Linked DNA regions of Oryctolagus cuniculus: region 1 is linked to region 2. A link is a contact called in public Micro-C data. All regions are on one chromosome and are shown on one strand. The core of a region is the stretch at or near the end of the contact, and the rest is flanking DNA. Distances in the headings are between cores, read along the strand shown.

Evidence for each region. A called contact is a pair of places that touch in the nucleus more often than the background predicts.
Region 1: a contact with region 2 is called in a Micro-C map of ear pinna, with 10 times the contacts expected there. The contact joins the promoter of VPS18 here to the promoter of KNL1 in region 2. A contact is called at or near these places in 3 of 6 Hi-C or Micro-C datasets (ear pinna, psoas muscle and an unstated tissue).

What each region holds. Positions count from the first base shown.
Region 1 is chr12:64,029,298-64,035,722 of mOryCun1.1, forward strand. It overlaps VPS18 (VPS18 core subunit of CORVET and HOPS complexes), which reads left to right and starts at 2,187. Exons shown (of 5, transcript XM_002717973.5): 1 at 2,187-2,604; 2 at 4,303-4,444. The coding sequence starts at 2,514.
Region 2 is chr12:63,755,550-63,762,187 of mOryCun1.1, forward strand. It overlaps KNL1 (kinetochore scaffold 1), which reads left to right and starts at 3,989. Exons shown (of 26, transcript XM_008269188.4): 1 at 3,989-4,363. It overlaps TRNAS-GCU (transfer RNA serine (anticodon GCU)), which reads right to left and starts at 3,920; the gene lies at 3,839-3,920.

The DNA of each region.
Region 1 (6,425 bases), core at 937-3,436, 270 kb after region 2:
GTAAGGAGTGTGTGCTGTGGCGCAGTGTGCTAAGCTGCTATTTGGGATATCAGAGTGCTGGTTCGAGTCCTGGCTGCTCCACTCTCCATCCAGCTTCTTTTTAATGCACCCTGGGAGGCAGCAGAAGATGGCTCAAGTGCTTGGGTCCCTGCACCCCTTAGGAGACCCAGATGGAGTTCCTGACACCTGGCTTCAGCCTGGCCTAGCTCTGGCTATTCCCAGCATTTGGGGAGTAAACCAGAGGATGGAGGATCTCTCTCTCTTTAAATTAGAAGAAAATAAATGAACATTATGTAAAAGGCTCAGGCCATATTTAGTTTCTTGAGCACATGTGCTTTGCTGAATGTTATGCTACAGAGATGCGTTTTCATGTGGATCACCTCATTTTCTCCTCAACACAGCCTTACTAGTTAGGTGCTACAGTAACTGTCCCTGTAGAGGAGGAAACTGAGGCTGAGAGCATTAGCTGTGCAGAATCTCAGCAAGTGGATGGGTGGGCAGAGAGAAGGAGGCGGACCTCTGGTGCTCCAAAGTCCAGTCTAAGGACTGAAGAATGCGGGTGTGGAGGCGGACTACTGTCCCACCTAGACCTCACCCCACACATCCCAGGAAGCGGGCAGTCGCTGAGGACAGTGAGGAGGTGCTGGAGGTATTCTGAATCCTCCAGCTGCTCCTGAGCTCCCAGCAGGCCGGACACCCCTCTCTCTGCACAGCCTAGGCCTGAGGGCACACAGCAGGTGCTCGGGGGTGGGGCTCTTTCCTTGCAGCAGGACAGAAACTTCCCTGGGCGGAAACCTCTGGCCTACCGGCCAGCCAACATGACACCCTCAGGTGGGAAAGCAGCATTGGGACTGCAGGTTTGGGTGGGAGAGGCAGGTGCCCCTGGACAACATAACCTGTCACTAGCTCAGTGGTGGCCGATGAGGGTCAGGCAGGGAAGGTGGACAAGAGTAGTGTCACCACCTAAAGCACAGAGCAAACCTGAGTGCTTTGGAGAGTGAAGGGCCAGTCTTAGTAGTTACGCAGTGACCCTGGCCGAGAGCTTTCCACCTTAACAAAGTCAAGTGCATACATCCAACAGGGAACAAACTCCATCCGGGTGCCTAGAAGGCAGAAGAGGGAAACAGCGTTAGTGCACCTGAGCCCCCACAGTCCCGCGGTTAAGGACCCCTCAATGCCTTAGTCTGGGCGGCTCCCTCCACTCCCCATCCCCTACCCCCACCTCCTTGTCCCTCACTCCTACTACTCCGGAGGTATTGGTTTCCTAGTCCTTGCTGCTCCCCAGCGCTGTGGCTGGATCACTGAGTACATTCCCTATAAAGCAGAGACCTTTATCCATTTTGTTCTCCGCCATGTCCCCGGAGCCCATACAGTACCTGGCACAGCATGGACACTCCCTTGTGGACCGAGCGACCTTCTGAAGAAACTCATGAGTCGCTTTCCCAGTATTTACTTGAGGAGTACCCGCCCCCTCCCATCCCAGCCCTGAAGATGCCGCATTCACGTCTGTGACCCCAGCGCCCAGCCCAAGGTCTGGCGCGGAGCAAGTGCCCAACACCCCTGTGGCCAGCGGGTATATGGATGCGGCCACGCGGCCCTGGGCTGTTTCGTCTTCCCTGACTTCGTCTTGCGCCACCCTCACACCAAGGAGCCCCTGTGGGGACAGGACGTGCCTTCTGGCTGGCCAGGCCACCAGTCCTGCCACTTTCCGGTGGCAAAAGGGAGGCCAGGACTGCTCAGTCTATGTCTATGAAGGTGAGGCCGAGACAGCGACTACACTGAGGAGCCGGAGCGGGGCCCAGGGAGCCGGCAGTTTAGAGAGGAGGGGGCAGGAGCTGGTCAGGGAGGGAAGCCTGGGCATGAAAGCTGGAGTCCGGCTCCGGACAGGTCGGAGAGGGGGCTGAGAAGGCCGGCATTGCCTCCTAGTGTCGAAGCCTGGGACTGCAGCGGGGCACGGAGGGCAAGGCAGGGCCGGACCTCTTCTAGGCTCCGCTCCCGAACGGAGGCGTGCAGGGCTCACCCCCGGGCTGAGATCCCAGGCTCTGCGCCGGCCGGCTGCCCCTGGAGAGCCGACTACCGTCCCGCCGGCCCCCAGCCCCAGGAGACCGCGCCGTACCGCGCAGCGGAGGACGCCGCGATGTTCTGCGCGCGCAGACCTGGGGCGCTGAGAACCCGGAAGTGACGTTATAGGCGCGCGTCGCGGAGCCGGAGTCAGCTGAGCTGCCGGGGCGAGGTTGATCGCCAGCGATCGATTAAAGCAAGCCTGTGATCCTTCAGGGTCACGAGCAGGGTGCAAAACTGCATCAGATTCAAAGGGGAGGGCTCCCCGACCTTCTCGCCCTATAGGCGAGAGTGAGATCCTCTGGATTTTAAAGGGAGGAGGCGGCGCCAGGTTCCCAGGATCTGTCAGAAGCTGGGGAGGCGCAGCTTTCCATCCGGGGCGACGGGGATCCCTGCGGGGAGCCTTGTGGCGATCCCCGGACCCTGGACGAAAGGCCCAGAGGCCGGGCACCATGGCTACCATCCTGGATGAGTACGAGGACTCGTTGTCCCGCTCGGCCGTCTTGCAGCCCGGCTGCCCCAGCGTGGGCATTCCCCACTCGGGTAAGGAAGAGGAGGCCGCCGTTCTGCTCTCCTAGCACCTGCGGGGGACCCGCGGGGAGCGCGGCTTCAAGAGCTCCGATTCGCCTCCGGGATGTGCATTCCGGACCCAGACCCCTGAGTCTCTGCAGGCTCTCGCGGCCCCCCGCTGGTGGAGAGCCGAAGTTTGAAAAGTGGAGCAGCCGCAGCCGCGTGCTCTAGGCCTTACCACTGGAGTCCTTTTAAAGAGGGAACTGGGCCTGAGATAAGGAAGTTCCTGCCGAGGAGGCCGCCGTTAAGCTGTTGGGTGAACTGAGAACGCGGCCCAGGCTTCTCCTGATGTCTGATTCTGTGCCTTTCTGGAGAACATTCCCCAGGCCCCTTCTGGAGGTGGGAGGGAGAGAATGGGCAGAGAAGCTGGTAAAGGGGGTGCTGTAAGGGACGGAGGGATTCCCCGAGGGAGCTTTGTCACAGAACAGAGAAAAGCAGAAATGCAGTCTTTTTGGCTAGAGCTGGGTGCAGCACAGAGTTTAAGGGAGATTTTGTAGAAAGAGGTGCAGAGTTGGCAGGGTGCTGGGATCTTTTGAACGACGGAGGGTGAAGACGAGAGAGAATGCAGCTGCGGTTTAACACTGCTGATTGGGATGGTTCCCCAGTGGCTCCCTGTGCCTCGTGGAAGGGATCCCCAGTGGCTCCCTATGTCTCATGGAATGGATCTCCAGTGGCTCCTTGTGCCTCCTGGAAGGGATCCCCAGTGGCTCCCTGTGTCTCGTGGAAGGGATCCCCAGTGGCTCCCTGTGCCTCGTGGAAGGGATCCCCAGTGGCTCCCTGTGCCTCGTGGAAGGGATCCCCAGTGGCTCCCTATGTCTCGTGGAATGGATCCCCAGTGGCTCCCTGTGCCTCGTGGAAGGGATCCCCAGTGGCTCCCTGTGCCTCGTGGAAGGGATCCCCAGTGGCTCCCTGTGCCTCGTGGAAGGGATCCCCCGTGGCTCCCTGTGCCTCGTTCTTCCAAAGGCCCCCATAGTCTTTTCACGTATGAGCAAGAAGGAGGGGAACGGCTGGAGCTTGACTACCTCCATTGAGTAGGGATTGCTGGGCCAAAGACTGTAGAGGGAGAATGTCCAAACCTCCCTGCCCTGTTACACTGGAAACAGGTGCATTATGCATCTCGAGGGGCCGAAGAACCAACCCTCCCATGCTGTCAGCAGTGTGGGAAGGGGGCGAGTGTTTGTCTCAGTTAAGTCTCACTTGGGATGCCTGCATCCCATATGGAAGTGCTGGCCCGAGTCCTAGCTCCTTTGCTTCCTACCCAGCTTCCTGTTATTGCACACGCTGGGTCAAGTGCTTGGGTCCCTGCCACCCATGTGGGAGACCTGGATTGAGTTCCAGGCTCCTGGTTTCTGCCTGGCCCAGCCTTGGGTGTCGCTGCATTTGAGGAGTGAGCCAGCAGATGGAAGATATTCTCTCATTCTCTCTCTCAGTATGTCTGACTTATAAATAAAATGAAAATATAAACTTTTTAAAAAGTATGGGAAGAGACCTTCAAGGCAGAGGTGACCAGCAAATGTCCTGATGTCACACTCATGCTGGCGAAGGCCCTGGGGATGGGAATGTGCCACAAAAGTCGAGGGGCACCGCTAGTGTCCTTTGTTTGCTTTCTCGCCGCTCCTTGCCCTTCCTGTGTCTTCCGGAGCTGATGTGCTGTTCGCCCCTCACCCGCAGGGTATGTGAACGCGCAGCTGGAGAAGGAGGTGCCCATCTTCACGAAGCAGCGCATCGACTTCACCCCTTCCGAGCGGATCACCAGCCTCGTTGTCTCCTGCAACCAGCTGTGCATGAGTCTGGGCAAGGACACGCTGCTCCGGTGAGTGCGGGCCCAAAAGGTGGGGATTTGGGCTCCTTTTTCCACTCCGGACAACCGAAGCAGTGGATTTGGCATTGTCAGGAACTGTCCTACCCCTTCTCATAAGGGACCAGTGCAGTGTAGGAGTTAGCAGTCATGGGGCAGGCATTTGGTGCAGCAGTGAAGATACCACGTGGGATGTCCACATCCCATTCTGGAGTACCCAGCTTGTGTGCCAGCTACTCTGCTTCTGATCTGCTTCCTGCTAGTGCACACCTTAGGATGGCAGCAGATGATGGCTCATGTACTTAAATCCCTATCTGCCACGCGGAGACCCAGACTGAGTTCCTGACTCCTGGCTTTGGCCTAGTGTATCCCTGGTTGTTACAGTCATTTTGGGGAGTGAACCATTAGATAGATAGAAGGTCTCTCTCTCTGTGTCTTTCTCTGTGTATCTGTGTGTGCCTCTTTGCCTTTCAAATAAATTATTAAAAACAAAACAAAACAAAAAACACCAGACCTGGATTCAAATCCCAGCTGTGCTTACCAGCTGTGGAATCTTGGGCAAGTCACTGGTCTCTCCAAACATGTTCCTTCAGCTGTTAAAGGTAGAACCAGCCTAGAAGTTAGTCGCATAAATCACTGGAACTCTCGAGTCCTGAAACACATCCACCAAAGTAGCAATGACATATATGACAACGGTGTGAGCAAAATTGTTTATCTACCTGAAATGAGCATCTAGTGCCCAGCATTGTAGAATGCCAGCAGTGGGGTAAGCTGCTGCTTGCAATGCCAGCTTCCCATATCAGAGTGCTGATTTGAGTTCCAGCTGCTCCGCTTCCATCCAACTCCCTGCTAATGGGCCTGGGAAGGCAGCAGATGATAGCCCAAGTATTTGGGCCCCTTTCATCCATGTGGGAGACCCAGATGGAGTTTCTGACTTCTGGCTGTGGCCTGGCCCAGCCCTCTCTGTTACACTTGGAGAATGAACCAGTAGATAAAAAATGCCCCCTAGGGGCCAGTGCTGTGGCTCACTTGGTTAATCTGCCTGCGGCGCCAGCATCCCATATGGGCGCCGGGTTCTAGTCCTGGTTGTTCCTCTTCCAGTCCAGCTCTCTGCTGTGGCCCGGGAGGGCAGTGGAGGATGGCCCAGGTGCTTGGGCCCCTGCACCTGTGCGGGAGACCAGGAAGAAGCACCTGGCTCCTGCCTTCGGATCGGTGCAGTGCTGGCGATTTGGGGAGTGAACCAATGGAAGGAAGACTTTTCTCTCTATCTCTCTCTCTGTCTATAATTCTACCTGTCAAATAAATAAATAAAAGCCCCCCCCCCCGCTGCCACCCCATCTCTCCTCCTCTCTGTTGCTCTGCCTTTCAAATAAATCTTTTTTAAAAATGAATTCTAGATGGAATAGTTATTTAAATATAGAAACAATGAAAATATTAAAAGGACATGTAATGTCTGTGGTCTCAGGCTAAAGGACGACTTTCTGACTCAAAGCCATAGCCGTGGGGGTTACACCCGCAGTGAACTAAGTGCCTCCCCTGGGCTCCACCCTCAGAGGCTCCAGCCACTTCCCAGCGTCACCACACTGAGGCCAAGCTTCAAAACATGAACCTCAGGGGACAAAGAACAGCCAAGCCATAGCCCTTGTGTGGCTGCCAGGACTGTAAATTGCCACCATCTTTTGGAAACCTAATCAGCCAATGTCTATTGTTTTTCATAGACCTTTTTTAAAATAATTTTTTCTTTTATTCTTCCTTTTTTCTACTTTCTTTTTCTTTTTTTTTTAAGATTTATTTTATTTAATTTAAAGGCAGCACTACAGAGAGAAAGAGAGAGACACAGAGAGAGAGATCTTCCACTGGTTCACTCCCCAAATGGCCACAACAGCTAGGGCTGGGCCAGGCAGAAGCCAGGAACCAGAAGCTTCTTCTGGGTCTCCTACATGGGTACAGGGGCCCAAGTGCTTGGGCCATCTTCTACTGCCACTGCTTTCCCAGG
Region 2 (6,638 bases), core at 2,739-5,238:
TTTTTTAATGGTTTCCTTAGGAATTGCCATGTTATTTGCAAGCAGAGATAATTTTACTTCTTTTTCATTTAGATGTCTTTTATTCCATTTTTTCTTGTCTAATTGCTCTGGATAGAGTTTCCAGTACAATGTTGAACTGAGATAGCATAGTAAAAGTGGGCACCATGTCATATCCATGATCTTAGGGGGAAAGTTTTCAGCCCTTTGCCATTATATATGATATTAGCTGTGGACTTTTTATAAATGCTTTGTCATATTGATGAAGTTCTTACTGCTTGTTTCTTGTTCTGCAATTCTGCCTGGAAAGCCCATTGACTTCTGTTTAAGCAGGAGGTTTTTTTCTGTCCTTCTGTTGTACACCTGTTATATGTTTGTCTGAGTATTCCTGTTTGTTTGGAATACTCAGAGAACCAGATGTTTGTTTTCAGGTGTCTTCTGGGTAATCCAGAGTCTCCGCACAGCACATACTGAGCAGTAATACTGTGAGTGCGGAAAAGCAATTGTGTTTACAGTTTAGAGCTCCACGCTGGTTGTTAACCATCTAACTATATCCCAAACATTATTTAATGTTGGGTTTTAGAGATGAATGCCTGCCTCTTGCCCTGGGGGAGCACACATGATGAAATATGCAAAATACAAAGGAAACCAGCAGGGATAGGACTAATTCTGTCTTGAAGTGTCAGAACATATTTCCTGGAGGAAGGCACATTTAGCAGTGAGTTAGAAGTTGCCCAGTAGAGACATAAGAATTATAGAAGAGGGGTTATGTAAAGAAGGCTTTGGGGACATTTGACTCTTGGGTCCAATGGCTCAGGGACACTGACTATCGAAGCCTTTGCTTCAATAAGGAGCTCTGAACTGCGAGGCATGGAAACAGCCCTAGTGATATAGGATTCTCATGGATCTGAGTATGTGCTCACGTTCAAGAAAACCCCTTCTCCCTCCCATGAGCCAGCCACTCTGGCATCACTGAGATGCCACAACTTAGGAGCTCTGGTGTCGTAGGCTGGGAAGAATCAGATGCCCAGTGAAATTCAATCAGCAGGCATTTAAGTGCCAGCCGTATGCCTGTGTATACACCAGACTCTGTATATAATGATGATATGATTGATAGATGTCCCAGTTTAGGGAAATGGCCTGAAAACACAGCACAGTCTCTCTCTATATATATATCTCTGGCTTTCAAATAAATATTTTTTAAATAGCTAGACCAAAAAGACAAAACAATTTTTTTCTCAGATGTCGTTTCTGTATTACTCAAGAGTTACTCAGAATTTTAATTCCATAGCTGTTATTGGCTATCAACAGAAAGCGGGCAATTTAGGTGACTAGGTCTTTTTTAATAATCCACTATAGTTCTATGGTATGCTGTCATAGTTCAGAATGCATGGTGCTTTTGATCTAGAATTAATAAACATAAGTGCAAACTCTCAGATACGCGTGTTTGAGAAAGTCAGAATCTCAAAGAATCAAAAGTGCTCCAAGCCACTGACCCTTTATTTCTTTACTGTCCCAAAGAGAAGTGTGAAAAACTACCGCGTGGGTTCACAATCTGAAGGAGGATGACCGCTTCCATTTAGAACTGCATGGAGTCGGTGATCACCGTCTCGGAGCTTTATTGACTTAAGGGCTCCCTCAGCTTCACCCCATTGAAGCGGGGTTTGGCTCGGTTTTATTTCCATTCCCAAGGTTTCTCGTGGAAAAATGAGAGCATCTGAGACCTTAATGCAATGAGAAGGACTGGAGTAACTGGTGGTTTGCTAACTGCCCGTGGCTACCTCACTGTAGGATATGCCATCAAGTGTTAGTCCCTGTTCCCCCTGCACTATTGGTGTTCATTCATTCCTAAGCAAGGCTACTATAAACTGGATATCAGTTTTCTGCTCTACCGATCTTCAATATGATAAAGTTATGTAGTTTTCAGCTCAGTGAGCATTTGAAGAAGCTGTTATAGCAAGGTGGATGTTTTCATATCATAGCATGTGGTTCAGGGAATGATTTGAGCAAATGTTTTGGGTTGCTGTTGCAGACTTAAAAAAAAAATGCTTGGATTCTTGTGAACATCTCCTGGTCTGGTCATAGCTGTTTTCCTCGGGATGGTTACCCAGTGGGACCACACTTCCTGAAGGTAGGGAGCAGACTGGACTCATTTCCATCATTGCCTGCCTCTCAAATCCAGTCTTTGCAAGCCTTGGGGCCGAGGGTCTGGATTTTCTTAAGAGAGTTAATAAATACATCGTAGGCACAACAGCAACAACATTCTCCTTCAGAGCCATGTCCTACAAAGGCTCTAGCACACAGTGGTCTGCCCGGCTGCAGACCATTCTCCACTGAACACTAACACTGGACGCTGCTTCCCAGAGAACCTCATTTTTCAGAGAGAGAGAATGGATCTTTCTGAAGCTGGACCTAGAGAATGAAGATCTATCTCCTGTCAGTCCAGTAGTAAGAGAGCTGGAAAATCTTGGTTACGTATTTGTGCAACAATTATTTCTTGTAGTCTTTCAAGAGTGCATGTGCGTGGATCTTGTAATAGTTCAGAATTGTACTTGTAAGGGAAAATTCTGGTGTTGAGAACAGTTTCTTTGAGCTATACTTTGCTGATGAATTTCCGAAGTAGAGACCTTCCTATAGACCAGTCTTGTACGAGTCCGGCTTGTGCAGCTGCTCCACTAGATGGCGCCGCTAACTCTCTCACTGCCTTTTTCCCATCACTGATTCAAGTACACCCCATCTTTCTCATCTTTCAAGTGACCTGGCAATGCTGTTGATTACTTTACTGTCTTAGAAACAGGGAAAAGAAGCACAGTTTTTATAGAATAGGAGACAAATAGAACTATCATAGCAAGTCTTACTGTTATTTCATATAAAAGAAACTCAAAGTGAAGGCAGGCAAAGATCTGAGGAATAGAAAAATGAGCTCCCAACTCACAATTTCTTTTTCTTCAGATACTTCCAGTGAGTTTTATTTCCAAACGTCTTCAGCTGATGAGTTTCCTTTGTGTAAATGATCCACCCACCCTTGACTGGTCACACTGATACACCTTATGGATTTTCCAAAAGAAGTCATCCTTGGAAGAAGCTGACAAAACTCGGGAAAGTGATGCAGTCCTTCCGGTTGCTAGAGAGGTGGCAGCACTGACGGGCAACTTAAATCCAGCCTGGCCAGGGCTAGAGAACATCCAGACGGCTGCAGGAGCATTTAGGAAGGGTGCAAAGGACCAGAATGTATGAGGGAAATGGAACAGGGAGCTGCAGAACGCAAGGCTGCACGAGATCCAGCCAGACAATGCCAAGGTGGGAAGTAAGGAGGGGAGGGCAGAAGCCTGCTCCATCGAAAGAAGTAGGGCTGACGTCTGCACAGGTGTTGTGGAGAGAGAGCAGGTCCTAGTTCAAGGAAAACATTGCTATCTCCTTGGTGACTCTGAAAGGCCCCTTGACCTCTGCTGTGGCCCCTGTGGCACGCTGCGGAGGCTGATGGATCTCTTCTCATATCATTGCTTTTCTTTGTATTTTATTTTATTTGTTTTCATATTTATTAGACTATTAATAATTTATTTAACTTATAAATAAATACGTGGGTAACAACCGTGGAATTCCATTCGCTGTTGTTTATATAAAGGCAAATGAAATCCAGCACGGGAATCCCTGAAAGTCTCTGTCCTTCCATTTTCAATAGCAGATACTGAAATCTCCAAAAGCCGTATTTCAACTATTTAAAACAGGACACTGTAACAGTATCACTAGTAACTTACGAACAGAATATTCTACATTAATTGTAACTCTACAATTACATTCATCAATTAAAAAATCGGAAGCAAAAAAAAAAATCCGCTTTCGACGAGGATGGGATTCGAACCCACGCGTGCAGAGCACAATGGATTAGCAGTCCATCGCCTTAACCACTCGGCCACCTCGTCCCAGAAGCCTACCTCTTCCTGCTAGCTATAGGGAGTAACACCAGGGGGATGTGACGTAAAGTTATGGAAGCCGCCATTTTGTACGGAAGCCAAGGTCCGTTTTTTTCTGTCGCGAGTAATCGAAAGAAGATGGCCGCTCCCATGATGTGCGGGATCTGCACTGAGGAAGAGAAAATTTAGTTTCGTAGAGGATGAGATAAACTTGAAGAAAATAAAATCTATTCTGAGGCTGGGAAAGAAAGAAGTTTGATCAAAGCAGTCTTTGCAGAGGGGTTGGGCCGGCGTCTAAGGGGCGGAGCGACGCGCTGAGCGGCATTGCGCATGCGCATCAGCTAGGCGGTTAGATTTGAATAGCTCACTCAGCCTGTCTGGGCGTTGTGAGGTGACGTCCTTTCTGAGGAGCGCGCGGACCCCAAACAAGTCCAGCAGGTGGGCCGCGGAGGGTAAGCAGGATGACCTTTTCGTTCTGGGTTTGGGTTTGGGGTTTTGTTTGAGAGCTCTGAAGGCCCCGCGGCGGGAGGTGGGGACGCTCCTTCGGCTGGGCAGCCGCCGAGAGCGTCGGGCGTGGATCCGACGTCTCCACCGCGGGCGCTGGGCGCTTCGCTTCTTCGCCTCGGCCTGCATTTTGTGCCACCTCCTACTTTCCTAGCACTTTCCCACCCACCGCGGGGGCCTTCGGGCCGGCCCTGGTGTCCGCTCGGCGGCTCCCCCGACGTCCGCGCCGACCCGCGCGGGGTTCGCGGACTCTTCCTCACCCCCGCCGCCCTCCCCGGGGCAGCCCACGACTGTGTCTGCTTCTGGCTTAAGCTTTTCTTGGCTTTAATGAAGTGACAGCAATAAGTAGGGTTTAAGTTCTTTATCTACAGTGTTTTTAATGCGAGTGCTGGCAGCGCATAACGGACTTTTAGGTGTTTTGCGAGTGTAACGTGACCAAAGTCAAGATTGCTGTGCCACAAATTAGTTTTTAAAAATCTGACTATCCATTATTCAAACTAAGGGTTAAGGCACCCTTTCTTGCTGTTCATTTTAAATAACGGAGTTGTGAAGGAGCCGGGGGCAGGTGCCCATTGGGATTTTAAAGCTAAGTGTCTTGGGCGTGATAAAGGATGTGATGGAAGACCAAAGCAGAGGCTGACTGTAGGTACTAAGATTGAGGTTCTTACTTCCGTTAAATTGGAACAGTCGCGTTCCTGAGCCCAGTGTTGGGTTCCTCCTTGTCTTGCACTAGGGCTGGGAGCAGCCCCTAACCGTAGAAGGGGCAATAATTAGTGTAACAAGGCTTCTTGGGGAAGTGGCATTTGGAGTGGAACTTGGAGCGATGGTTTATGGAAGGGAGAAGTTAATGTAGGATTTGGGGAATTAAAGATGGAGTTCAGAGTAGTACAGTTCATATTTATGAGATGAGAAACACATGTAAGCTGAGTAAAAATGCTGGAGGTGGTAGTATTAATGATATATGTTTGATGCCAAATCAGACACAGTAGAAGACACTCTGGGTCTTGATGGTAGAACTTTCCACGGTAATGGTAATGTTTTATATCCTCATCCAACAGTGTCCATTAGCCACATGTGACTGTTGAGCACTTGAAACATGGCTGTTGTGACCAGGAACTAAATTATAAATTTTGTTTCAATTAATTAGAATTTAAATAACTACTATGTTAACACAGGTCTAGCATCTGTACCACTGGATAGTGAAAAATATTAAGTTTAGATGTTGGTGGTATAGGCAAAGGAGCCAAATTTGTGTAATAAATACAACTGGCTTCGCTGGCTGCATTGGTTACTAGCATGGTCCTTGTCACATACTCTTGTTTTATTGTGGTTTGTTTTGTTTTATAAACCTGTTAAATATGAGAACTGCTTTTAGTTTAAGAGCTAATTTGGCTCAGTGACAAGGGATTATTTAGACTAGAAATTTCCAGAATTTCTTGATCTATGACACCATTAGGTCAGAAGAAATACCTACTAGTTCCATTTATTAAGTAGTTGGTGCCAAAAAGCTTATTCAGTATTTATGTCCTAACAACTTAATAGCCATTGAAAAAAAATGCACAAATTGAAGAATACAAATTTATTTTCTTAAGTAATCACAGTTACTAATTGGATATGTATATCTGTTGAACACTGTATAACTTCTCAAACCTTGGAATCAGATTGTACGCTGCGCCCTTCATTATCTGTATCATGTTGATAATACATAATTTGCTTTTTGTTTTTTTAGACTTATTTATTTGAAGGGCAGAATGATAGATAAGGGTAAAGACAGAAAGAGTTCCCATCTACTGGGTTACTCCCCAAATGCCACAACAGTCCAGGCTGAGCCAGACTGAAGGCAGGAGCCAGGAACTTACTGCTGGTCACCAAGATCCGTGGCAGGGTGCCCAAGCACTTCGGCTGTCCTCTGCTGCCTTCCCATGCACGTTAGCAGGAAACTGGATCCAAAGCAGAGCAGCCAGGCCTCAAACTGATACTCATATAGGATGTACATGTCGTAGACAGCTGTGTCACAATGGTAGCTCTTGCTATTTGTTTTTTAGATAGTTACTGTTAATTTACCTTCTGTTCCTACTTTGTTTGGTTTTATTTATTTATTTATTGACAGGCAGAATTAGACAGTGAGAGAGAGAGAGACAGAGAGATCTTCCTTCCGTTGGTTCACTCCCCTAATGGCCACTACAGCAGGCGCTGCGCCGATCTGAAGCCAGGAGCCAGGTG